Linked DNA regions of Sus scrofa: regions 2 and 3 are each linked to region 1. A link is a contact called in public targeted proximity ligation data. All regions are on one chromosome and are shown on one strand. The core of a region is the stretch at or near the end of the contact, and the rest is flanking DNA. Distances in the headings are between cores, read along the strand shown. Region 1 overlaps ABCA4 (retinal-specific ATP-binding cassette transporter). Region 2 has its middle 53 kb from the start of ARHGAP29. Region 3 overlaps LOC102161380 (a long non-coding RNA gene).

Region 1 (3,980 bases), core at 827-3,326:
GCCGAGTTTGCAAGTGCTCCCTGGCCTTTGCGTCCTCACTTCTCAGTCCTGCTCTTCTCCCGTGTGCTCTCTTCCTGAAGCCATGCCTTCCTCTAGAACTGACCCTTGGGTGCTAAAATGCTCTTGCCAGCCTCACCCTGGGTGTAGGCCGCTGGGCTGCGTCTGGCCTCCATGCCCTTCGCCCACCCCAGGTTTCATTCACAAAGCTGAGGTCAGAGCCCTGGGGCCCCGAAGGGGCTGGTTTCCAGTCCGCAGAGGTTGTGGGAAGACCCTCCTCCCAGAGCGGGACTCGAAGACTGAAATCAGGGGGCTGGGGGCTGGTCCCACCGTGAGGCCAGGAGGCAGAGAGAGAGGAAGCATTGTTTTTTGTTTTGGGGGGGATTTTTTTTTTTTTGCAGAAAAAAAATCAGAACTATGTTATATAAAATATAAGCAGGGCTGTGTGGGGCGAGTGAGGGCTCAGAACTGTAGTGTATACAATGTAAGCAGGGCCATGGGGGGCGAGCAGGAGGGAGAGGTGGAGTCAGGGAGAAGCGGCCTGCACGGTGAGGCAGGGCTCGGGGAAGGGCTGCGGGAGTAGAGTAGCGGAGGGACAGTTTGAGGGACATGAGGGGGAAGCGTGGACTGTCCTCCCCAGTTAACGGGCGAAACTCTGGAGCTCCGAGGAGCGAGCCGTCACCGTCAAAGAGGTTTAGGCCAAGGTGGCTCAGAGAAAGGCAGCTCTGAGAGTGGGCATGGGAGAGTCTGAAGGAAACTACTGCTTGGGGAGGACGATGAGAAACCTGAGCTGTTACAAGAAATCCACCAGGAAAGGCCCAGCAGCCTCAGACAGGAGGGCCTGGGACTGAAGGCTGAGCTTCGGGCTGACCCCACACAGACAGGGCGCGCTCTGGGTTGGCATGAATCCCAGCGCTGCCACTCAGAAGCCACGTGACCTTGACTGGCCTCTTGAAGCCTCGGTCTTCAGTTTCCTCATCTGTAGAACTGGGCATAGGGCTGTCTAGTTCCCTAGGGCTGTTTTAAGGGTGAAATGAGGAAATCCATACAAAGCACTTGAAGCAATGCCTGGCTGAGTAACTGCTCAGTAAATGGCAGCCGTGATTATCCGCATCATTCTGCAGTCTTTCTGACAAAGACCTAGGGCCGTGGGGGCCCAAGACAGTAGGCTGAAGAAAGAACCTTGGGGATGTGTTCATTAAAACGGTGTATTTACACCATGTCCGTTTTTCCAACAAGAGTGCTTCTTCGAACGCGAGCTCCCGGGCTTGGTCCCCGGCGTGTGCGTGAAGAATCTGGTAAAGACTTTTGAGCCCTATGGCCGGCCGGCCGTGGACCGCCTGAACATCACCTTCTACGAAAACCAGATCACCGCCTTCCTCGGCCACAACGGAGCGGGGAAAACTACCACCTTGTGAGTGAGTCTCTTGTTTTCTGGCTCCATCCTTCCTCTGAGCGCCGCCGTCTCCTCTGTCGCACTGCCTCTCGGTGATGAAAATGCGCTCGACGTCTGGGCGCCAGGAGAGTGTAAGGCTCACCGCAGTTTTCAGCGTTTACAGGCACCTTTGCTTTTCTTTGATGGTCACATGAAGTTGAAGCGGGAGGTGGCGTCGCAGGGTTATCGCCCCCTTTGTGTGCCAGGGGAGTGGACATCCAGAGAGCTGAAGTGACTTTCCCAAGGTCACCAAGTTGGAATGGTTCTGCGGGGACAAGAGCCAGGTCCTCCCGCAATTGTCTCTGGTCTCTGATGCCAGCCCCACTCCCGCCTTTTCAGCCCTGCCGTCGTGGTGGTGGTCAAGCCGTGGCCACACCATCCCATGCCTCCAGCTACAGAGCACTCCTTACCTTCAAAGAGCGCTGCTTTTCGCACCCAGAAGGCTCGGTAGTAGTTCTGGAGGAGGTTAAGGGATGCAGTCTCCAGAGGGGCTGTGGGGGAGACCTCAGCCCCAGAAGCCCCTCTGCTTTTAGAAGGGGCCGAGCGCCATCTGCTGGAAGGAAACGTGACAGCCAAGGTTTCCCAAGCCGCAGCTGGGGGGCCCCCTCGAGGGTCAGGGAACCCACGTGAACGCCTCTTACAGAGCCCCAGGAAGGAACAGCGGTGTCCACCCTGCACTGGAATGTTCTCTGAGTGGAATGTGGGGCTGGGCCATTACACTTGCTTCTGTTTCCCTCTAGTGGTTGATCAGCAGACAAGTTCAGAGGGCCTGCGAGGGTGTCTGACCTCGGGCCAGACTGGGAGGGGCAGCCGCCACCCAGCTAATTTCTCTCCTTGTCACCTAACACGGTCAGAGAGCCCGACGCCCCATTCAGGACCCCGAGGCAGACACATTGCTTCATGACCGTGAAATGCAGTGTTGCTGGGGCTGAAACACAATGTTTCATAAACGTAGCATGATGGTGTTGAGTTGTTCTTCCTGCGGGCACAGTTCTCTGTGCCTTGTACGTATTAGCCCTGTTTAACCCTCACAACCACCCCATGAGGTGAGAGTCACATTCTCATTTTACCAGAAAAACGTGGTGGGAACCCCCAGGTCTAGCCTCAATCTGTTAATCTACAAATACACCCTGGACGCCTGGGCTTCTCACCAAGGCCTTGCCCTCTGACGTGGTGACACCAGACAAAACCCGTGTCTGACTGCCTTTGCCGGAGCCCCTGCAGCCCTGGGAGCAGTGACGGCTGAGCGGGGGAGGGATCTCCGGAGCAAGCGAGCCTTGGGCAGCCGGGAATCCTGCCTGCGAGCACTAGGAATAAGTGAGGCAGAGAAGAAGGGTGGATGTGGTCACGGCCTAAGGGCCTGGATGCGCACACAGGGGCTGAGTCCCACGGGTGCCAAGTCCCACGCGGGCCGGTCGGTTCCTGAAGCTCGGGATGGTCTGGCTCACTGAGGGGCATGGGCGGGCATCACTGAGGGCCCTCACCCACCCTGGGGTGGAGGCTGCTATCCCAAGGCCATCCTTTCCGTCACTGACTCCTGCATGTGGCAGGTCCATCATGACAGGTCTGTTGCCACCGACATCCGGGACCGTGCTCGTTGGGGGAAAGGACATCGAAACCAGCCTGGATGCCATCCGGCAGAGCCTGGGCTTGTGTCCACAGCACAACATCCTGTTCCACCAGTAAGTGGGGTGGGAGTGAGACCCGCCCTATGCCCTGCCCTCACCCTGCCCCCAGCAGCAGGTGCTCCAGGGCCCAGCTTAGGGACGCCCGCTCTGGGGGCAGGAGGCGACACTCTTCTTTGTTGTCCCCCACATTCAAGGTCCCCTATCCTGCTTGTGGTGAAAATGTCCCTTAGAACACGGGACTGTGCCTCCGGGGCTCTTCCTGCTCACAAGAGCGATGCTGCCATCTCTGCGTCGGGGAGGCGGGTCCCGGGTCCCTTGCTCCGTCTTGCCCAGAAGTCTGGTCCCTCTCAGGATCAGAGAGGAGACATCACGCACTGACTTTTAGGAAGCTTTTCAGTGGCTCTTTTCCAAAATGCGTTTCTTATCTAAAAGGAAGGAGGGAAGAAAGGAAGGAAATATAGATTACAGCAACAACAGAGTCGCCTCTAATTTCACCCCCCAGAGAGAACCACTGTTATGTGTAATTTTTCAGACCTTTCTGTTACGCATGTGTAGATGTACATACATCTTTAAAATGTAAACTCTGTGTATATGCTGTATGTACCCTGCTATTTTTTTAAGCGTGATGGCTTTTTTTAACCTACGATATCATGAACACCTTTTCATGCTATTACATTTTCTTCTACAAAGTACGTGTTGATGTATACAGACCAGTCCGTTGTATGATGCGCTATTTAAGCCGTCCCCTCGTAGATATTTTCGCAAGGTCAGGTTTTTCGGTCTTGTTTTTTTCTGTTACGACATCGTGATCGCTAAAGCTTTGTGCTGGCCCTCGATCACGTCTCTAAGGTAAATTGCTAGAAGTGGGCGTGCTGAGCAGCCTGCCTTTCTCGCCGCCCGTCCCTGTAGCCTCACCGTGG
Region 2 (3,980 bases), core at 1,069-3,568, 250 kb before region 1:
TGAAAATAACATTTCACATTTATGCCTGTGTCCTCATTTAATCCCTACATCACTATTTTATTGTGGTAAAATAACATATATAACATAAAATTTACTGTTTTAAACTTTTCTTTTTTTGTCTTCTTTTTTTTTTTTTTTTTTTTTTAATGGCAGCACCTATTGGCATATGGAGGTTCCCAGGCTAGGGGTCTAATCAGAGCTGTAGCCACCAGTCTATGCCACAGCCACAGCAACATGGGATCCGAGCCACATCTGTGACCTACGCCACAGCTCATGGTAATGCTGGATCCTTAACCCACTGAGCGAGGCCAGGGATCGAACCCACAACCTCATGGTTCCTAGTCGGATTCATTTCCAGTGCGCCACGACGAGAACTCCTGTTTTAACCATTTTTAAGTATACAGTTCAGTACCATTCAGTACATTCACCGTGTTGTGCAACCATTCCCACCATCCATCTCTCCAGCTCCAGAGCTTTTCTTGGCTTCTCAAAGCAAAACTCCACATACATTAAAAAATAACTCCCATTCCCAGGTTCCAGGCCCTTCTACTTTTTGTCTCTGTGAATTTGACTCTTCTAGATGTTTCATATAAGTGTGTCTGGTTTATTTTACTTGGCACAGCATCTTCAAGGCTCACCCATGTTTTAGCATTTGCCAGAATTTTCTTCCCTTTTAAGGATGAACACTATTGCACTGAGTGTTTTTTTTGTTTGTTTGTTTTGTTTTGTTTTCATTTTTTGGGGGGAGGGCTGCACCTGCTGCATACGGAAGTTCCCAAGTTAGGAGTCTAATCGTAGCTACAGCTGCCGGCCTACACCACAGCCAGAGCAACGTAGGATCTGAGCTCATGGCAACCCCGGATCCTTAACCCACTGACCTAGGCCAGGGATCAAACCCACATCCTCGTGGATACTAGCAGGGTTCTTAACCAGCTGAGTCACCATGGGAACGCCCCCACTGAGTGTCTTACATCACTGTTTCATAGAAAGAAATTTGGACCTAAAGAGGTTAACTTGTCCAAAATAACGTAGCTGGTCAAAGAGAGAGGTGGGGTTTGGACAAAAGCGATCTGATTCCATAGTTCATCCTCCTTTCCCCTGACATCCTGCCTCATGTAGGGAAAGGCCCTGCCACTCCGCCTGGCCCAGGGTGGCTGCCAGGAAGAGAGCCGATTGTTCTTGATGATCTAGCACCACTTCGGCTCATCTCGGTAATGCAGTCCCTCTTTTCCTTGGGGAACTCTCTCTGTGATTGCACCCACTCTCCTGCATACAAGGGCTACAGGTTGAGCATGTTACTCAGGCCGGGCCAATCAGAGTCTTCCCTCTTCCCCCAACAAGGATTATCCAGGGATGGTTAGATGGGTGCCATCAGAGTCCACCCTGGTGGTGAGGCAGGGGTCCTGCCTGTCCATCTTAAGCTTAAGCAAGAAGGTGGTGAGAGAGGTGGCATCCTGAGCATTCATGTGACCCCTGGATTTAAGCATGTGCAAAGCCAACCAGCCCCATCAACTTCCCAGACACATGATCCAATTTATTCCTAGTTTTGCTTTTAGCTAAGCAGAATTGAATTTCTCTAACTTGTAAGGGGAAGAAACCTAATTCGCTGGATCCAATGGTCCCCATGGGAATGGGAAGGAAGAAACTAACAAGAACATTGCCAAGGTGTGTGGTGCGAGGAAAAGGGTCCTTCTGAAGTTTGGATACTAAAGAAGTTGCTATTTTGGGTATGGAAGAGGAAATTACAGAACTCCCAGGAGTCTTGATTGCTAGTTAGCTTCCAAAGGTAAAATGCACATTATTTATGATTACTGAATACTTCATCCCCTTCCAGAACCTTAAACTCATGAAGCGCTCAGGGTCTGATTGGGATAGGACTTCTGGACACTGACCTTTATCCTCCATTCCTACTTAGGAATCCACTCATTAATCTGCTCATTCATTTATGTAACTCAAACTTGCTGAGCGCTTACCATATGTCAGGTACTGCGCTAGGTGCTAAAGATAAAACATGGTCCCCTCTCTTTATAATCGAGTGAAGAAAAGAGGCATCGAGTGGATTCCCACACAGATGAGTATAATTAGAAATTGTGTTACAAAGAAAATGGAATTTCCTAAGAGGTATGTTGGGAGCATCAATTTCGATGGAGCAGAGCGAGGACAGCAGGGAACAGCTTCTCTCGGGAAATAACGTTTAGGCTAAGGCCTGGCTGGGGGAGAGAGGTCAACCCTGAAATGAAAAGGAGAGGTGGGGCCTGGAGCAGTTAGTCTCACCTACCAGAGGAAACAAGTGATTCACCCACCAGGAATGTGTGGCAGGAAGGCTTGAAACGGTCTTTGAAGTGGAGCTACCCAGGCCATAGAGAGGCCCTGGAACGTACATTAGCCATTGCAGGGCTCCCCCTCCCTCCCCGTTGCCTGCTGTCCAGTTCCCTTTCAGCGACTCTGCTCATTCATTCATTCAGTGCTTCACTCTTTCAGGAAATATTTATGGGATGCCCTCTGGTGGGGGGCATTATTCTAAATGATGCGGGTTCATGAGAAGGAAGACACGCTCTGCTCTGGTCTGGTTCTCAGCAGGAAGGCAGAAGCCTGGGGGGGGGGGGGCTCTTCCTCAAACGTCTCCCAGAGACACCCAGTTCTTTCCTCCAGGGAGCCGTTGGACCCAGGCTTCTGGGCGTGGTGCTAAGCCTTCCTTCTCGCGGCACTCACCCCCAGCAGACATGTACACTTTCATTTCTCCACAGAGACGTGAATCTCCTCCTTGGAGCAGGAGTGAAGCTCCTTTATCCGCAGAGCACTGAGAAGGAGATCACGTGGGGAAACAGGGCAGAATGACACCCCGCAGCGGGGCTGCCGGGCCCTCCAGATAAACATAAGAAGGTCATCCAAACACAGGAAGGCCACGTCCCCTTCCCTTGTCCTTTACCCCTCCCCTTCCTCCCTCTGGCTCCCTTATCCCCAGAGGGTGGGCCCAGCCTTTCCCAAAGTTTATTCTGAGAGCTCCAGGCTCCCGCAGTGGAACGTGCAGCGGACATGGGAATACAGCGGCCCAGCCAACAGGGAAAACAAAACTATAAACGGAGAGGTTTAATAGATTCCTTTCTCTCTCCCCCTCAAAGTTTTAGCAGACATTTCTCCTACTACTGCTTTTACCATTCTTGATATGTCAGCCCTTCCAGGAAGGAGGCCATCTGATGTTTATTGCATTTGTCAGCAAACATTTTGCACAGAAAAAGTTCAGGTATTTCTTAGGATCTCAGAGCCACTGACTTGGTCCAATAAACAAATGCGATACAATGTTAGGAAGCAAAGTCCAGAAAGCCTTGCATCTCAAACCCTGACCATGAGTTTGACTAGGGCACAAATAACACTAAAACTGAAGGGGAAATTTTATAAGGGTAAATTTCCTTTAAACCCACTATTGGGATGTTGTAAATAAGTAGGACCCCCGAGCCCATAAATAGGAAGTCTTTTGATCTTTAGTAAAAGATCATATTCTGATCAAAACAGTAGTGAACATACAAGGTTTGGATTTTATTCTCTACTTAGGAGTGAAAAGGTTAGTACTGCAGGATTTTGTGCCTCAATGATTATAAACCAGCATTTGTGATGAAACCTTCAGTACTAAATTCAAAACAAACAGAGCGTTTGAAAGCAGAGCATAACGGTGACCTTTCTCATGAGCTGTTGCTCAAACAAAGATATGTTCCAGCAATATCCGATGCTTCCTTCCTGCCAGGGCCTCCGCCTAGTACCATTTAAAACACTCCTGTTATGTCCAAACTGGAGCTGAGGATGTGGGGGAGCGGAGCTTCAGCAGCATTTTGTTTATGGTTTATTATTACTTGATAAGTTTTTTAATACTTCATTTTCATAAATTGATTGTCATGAGTTGGATTTGCAAGAGTAAGCAGGTGAAATCACAGCAAGGAACTCATTCCAGCCTTCTTTACTCTTCTATGTCTTCACCTCCCTAC
Region 3 (3,980 bases), core at 1,110-3,609, 220 kb before region 1:
CTGTTGTGGGGAGTAAATGAGATCAGCTAGGTAATGCATGCAGCACATGGGAAGTGAGCACTAGCTCTAAACATTACTAAGGGCTAGAAGAACTGGTTTAAGAAGCTCATATCATATCTCCTGCCCCACACTCATTTCTGCTGGAACTTCCTAGAGCAAGAAGGCCCTCTCATGTGAGAGGCACCCTCAGACCCTCTGTCACCAGCTACAAAAGAGAAAAGTTCTCCAAAAAGACAAATCAAAGAGCACTCTCATTTCAGCTGGAAGTTTTGACCTAGAGGTTGAAAACCAGCAGCACCTAGACCAGATCCTGCTCCCTATGAGTTTTTCTTGGCCTGGACAAAATTTTTAAAAATTGGAATTTGCTGGCTACATTAAAAAAAAAAAAAATCCAAAGATGTCCTTTAACCCCCAAATTTCTGGCCTGAAAAATCAAAAGACCAGCACTATAATACCTAAATTTTCCAATGGCTAGGGTGCCCATATATTGCATCATACAAATGGGCACACTTTGACAGTGAGAAGAGACTCTATTAATAATTATGCCTGAACAGCAGGCATTAACAGAATCTGCCTGAGGCAAATCAGGGTACGTAGTTGGTCACCTGCCCATGACCTCACTGATCTGTGCCAAGTAAGAATAAATGCCTCCCGCACAGGGTCTGACTCTCTCAGTTTGCCCCTACCTCTAGGGTTTTGAGATTTCAACTTCTCTTTTAACACTTTTGTATATTACACCTAGAAATTAGTCCTCCATCACCAGCATCGTACACCTCTGATCTGGGCTTCTATCATCTTCCTTCTCCAAGAGGGAACGAGTGTGGGGTGAGTGAGTCATGGATCAGTGCATACACTGGACTTCATTCAGGTGCTATCACAGATTCTGACAGAATTGCCAATAGCATAGTGACACCTATGTAATGTCAGTAACACTTGATCACCATTCGGTGTCTTGTTAATTCATCCTTCTCTGCATCTGTAGAGCATTTATCATTGGGCTATGCCACATGTGTCACAATAATTATCTGTAGACATTACAAGATTCTTGAAATGCATTCTGAATCATACAAGGATTGATTTGAGAGGAATATTAAACAAATTCTCTGAAGATTCTTAATTTTCAAGGAGTTCCCATTGCACGAATAGACTGTATTTTAAAAGTTTGCCAGAAAGTCTAGCATAAAGAATCCAAAGGCAAATTCCATAGAAATAATGTTGTTGCCTCCCTACCCTACACACATAAATACCCCCCAATAAAACATATGTATTATAAAATAAGTATATTATAGAATAACTAAAGATGAGTACTGGATCCGAATCTACTATCCTGGGTGTTCGTAGTTGGAACTCTTTATTCATGTAAGGAAAAGTATCTTCTAAAAATTCTTTTTTAAAAAATACTCATTCTTTAGGAATTCTGAAGCAAGGCCAGTGGTGGAAGAAGTAACTTACTGAGATTTTGAGGCCAGTTTCCTCTTCTGCCCATTTGCATTGGCAAAATGTTTATTCATACAGCATTTGTGGGAGAGGTATAACCTGTATAATAAATATTGAAGTGTTTTACAGAAGCAGACTCATGGACATAGAGGAGAGACTTGTGGTTGCCAAGGGGGAGGGGGAGGGAGTGGGATGGATGAGGAGTTTGAGGTTAGTAGATGCAAACTATTACATTTAGAATGGAAAAGCAACGAGATCCTACTGTGTAGAAGAAACTGGCACAACATCGTAGATCAACTATACTTTGATTAAAAATTTTTTTGGAATAAATATTGAAGTCTTTTATTACCTAGAATACTTGATGAATACAGAAAATGCTGCTTGTTGATCAAAGTGGATTATTTGAAAATGAGTGTGGGATAGGACTATTTAGAGCTGGTGGGTGTATTGGAAAGAGTCCTACTTGAGACAGGTGACCTCGCTTGAGTTCAATCTCTGTTGAATTTTGGGTAAATAGCTTACTCTCATTAAGATACAGCTTTCTTATCAGAAATCTGAATGAGAATGATGACAATAATTCATTTTTCACAGGCATTTTTGAAGATAAATTGAGATAATGTTGTTTTGTATACTATGAAATGCTAAAGAACCAAAAATAATAGAAAAGTAAATGAATGCTTATCAAGCTCTTATGAATAACCACGCACAGTGATGGAATTACTATTATTAGCTAGCCACCAATACTACTGGCAACTAGACTGACTTACTATTTTAAGAAGCAGTATCCTTAAAATTGCCACTCTCAAGCCTTTCTCTACTGGATACAAATGAAGACGCCAGGGCATCCTTCCACTCTGGGCAGAAACCAGTCGGCCTCCTCCCACTGAAAATACTCACAGAACACCAGGCTTGTAAACATCCTGCCTTCTGATTTTAATGATAATATTACAATGGATGTGATGCTGCATCCTGGCCTACACCCCAGAGTAGGAGTGGCATTGACTCACTGTAACTCGTGAGTATTATAAAGAAGAAATGGCCCACTTAAATGGATAATGGCAACTTTCAGCCACACTGGGACTTAATATTTCTATGGGGTAGGGGAAGGCAATGGTCTCAGGTCCAACTAGAACCCATTAATGGTTCTAATAATAGTGAATCCATTATTATTTGATTCCTAGGACCTAAATGGTATTGTCTTACGGGCTAGGTTGTTATGGCTGCCATCACAAAGTTCTACAGACTGGGGGGCTTAATAGAAATGTATTTTCTCACAATTCTGAAAGCTAAAAGTCTGAGATCATGGTTGGTTTCTTCTTTTTTTGTTTTGCTTTTTTGGTTTTTTGTCTTTTGTCCTTTTTAGGGCTGCACCCGTAGCATACGGAGGTTCCTAGGCTAGGGGTCTAATCAGAGCTATAGCTGCCGGCCTACATCACAGCCACAGCAACACCAGATCCAAGCCACATCTGCGACGTACACCACAACTCATGGCAACGCGGGATTCTGGACCCACTGAGCGAGGCCAGCGATCGAACCCAAAACCTCATGGTTCCAAGTCAGATTCGTTTCCACGGCGCCATGACGGACACTCCGGTTGGTTTCTTCTTAGGCATCATGTAGACGGCTGTCTTTTCTGTGACTTTGCATGGTCTAGACCTGGTCTCCCTGTCTTCACATGGTCTGAGAGTGTCTATGTCCTAATCTTCTCTTCTTATAAGGATTCCGGTCATACTGGATTAGAGCCTACACGAACGGCCTCATTTGGACTTAAATACCCCTCGAAAGACCCTCTCTCCAAATACAGTCACATTCTGAGGTACTGGAGGTTGGGACTTCAACATATAAATTTTGAGGGCACAAAATTCAGCCCCCAACACTTTGATAAGTCAGTGATCTGCTTTGTTCTCAAGGAAATTTCCCCGTAATCTCTATTTCCTTTACCTTTTCCTCCTCCCCACAGTCCTGCCCCACCCCACCACCAAAGCCACCTATTTACCTGCAGAACTACGAAAAGCCCCTTCCATTTTCCTTGCACTTCAATCACTGCTTCATAAATACAACATCGCCACTGGCATTGGCAGCTCCCTTACCCTGACTTGTTGATGTCCTCTGTGAAACATGTCTCTGTGGAAATACCAGTTCTCCTAAAATCCCCTGTCCCTTGACCCATGTGCTATTTTTCCAATGTTTTAGTCCCTAAGGAACTCCAAGGTTTATATCAAGACTTCTTGTCTACTAGTCCATTCATTTCCTTAGATTCTGCTTTCTTGTAAGCTTATTTTGTCTTTTTGCCATTTCTTGGGCCGCTCCCATGGCATATGGAGGTTCCCAGGCTAGGGGTCGAATCGGAGCTGTAGCCAGCGGCCTACGCCAGAGCCACAGCAACACGGGATCCGAGCCACGTCTGCAACCTACACCACAGCTCATGGCAACGCCGGATCCTTAACTCACTGAGCAAGGCCAGGGATCGAACCCTCAACCTCATGGTTCCTAGTCGGATTCGTTAACCACTGAGCCACGACAGGAACGCCTATTTTGTCTTT

Evidence for each region.
Region 2: a contact with region 1 is called in a targeted proximity ligation map of skeletal muscle. A contact is called at or near these places in 1 of 47 Hi-C or Micro-C datasets (heart right ventricle) and 1 of 2 datasets of targeted methods (skeletal muscle).
Region 3: a contact with region 1 is called in a targeted proximity ligation map of skeletal muscle. A contact is called at or near these places in 1 of 47 Hi-C or Micro-C datasets (mesenchymal stem cells) and 1 of 2 datasets of targeted methods (skeletal muscle).

What each region holds. Positions count from the first base shown.
Region 1 is chr4:123,281,170-123,285,149 of Sscrofa11.1, forward strand. It overlaps ABCA4 (retinal-specific ATP-binding cassette transporter), which reads left to right. Exons shown (of 51, transcript XM_021090184.1): 19 at 1,237-1,411; 20 at 2,983-3,114; 21 at 3,970-3,980. Among named protein-coding and RNA genes, the nearest start is that of ABCA4, 80 kb to the left of the region's middle.
Region 2 is chr4:123,026,908-123,030,887 of Sscrofa11.1, forward strand. No RefSeq gene overlaps it. Among named protein-coding and RNA genes, the nearest start is that of ARHGAP29, 53 kb to the right of the region's middle.
Region 3 is chr4:123,063,417-123,067,396 of Sscrofa11.1, forward strand. LOC102161380 (a long non-coding RNA gene) reads right to left here. Exons shown (of 4, transcript XR_303244.3): 3 at 1,453-1,536. Among named protein-coding and RNA genes, the nearest start is that of ARHGAP29, 17 kb to the right of the region's middle.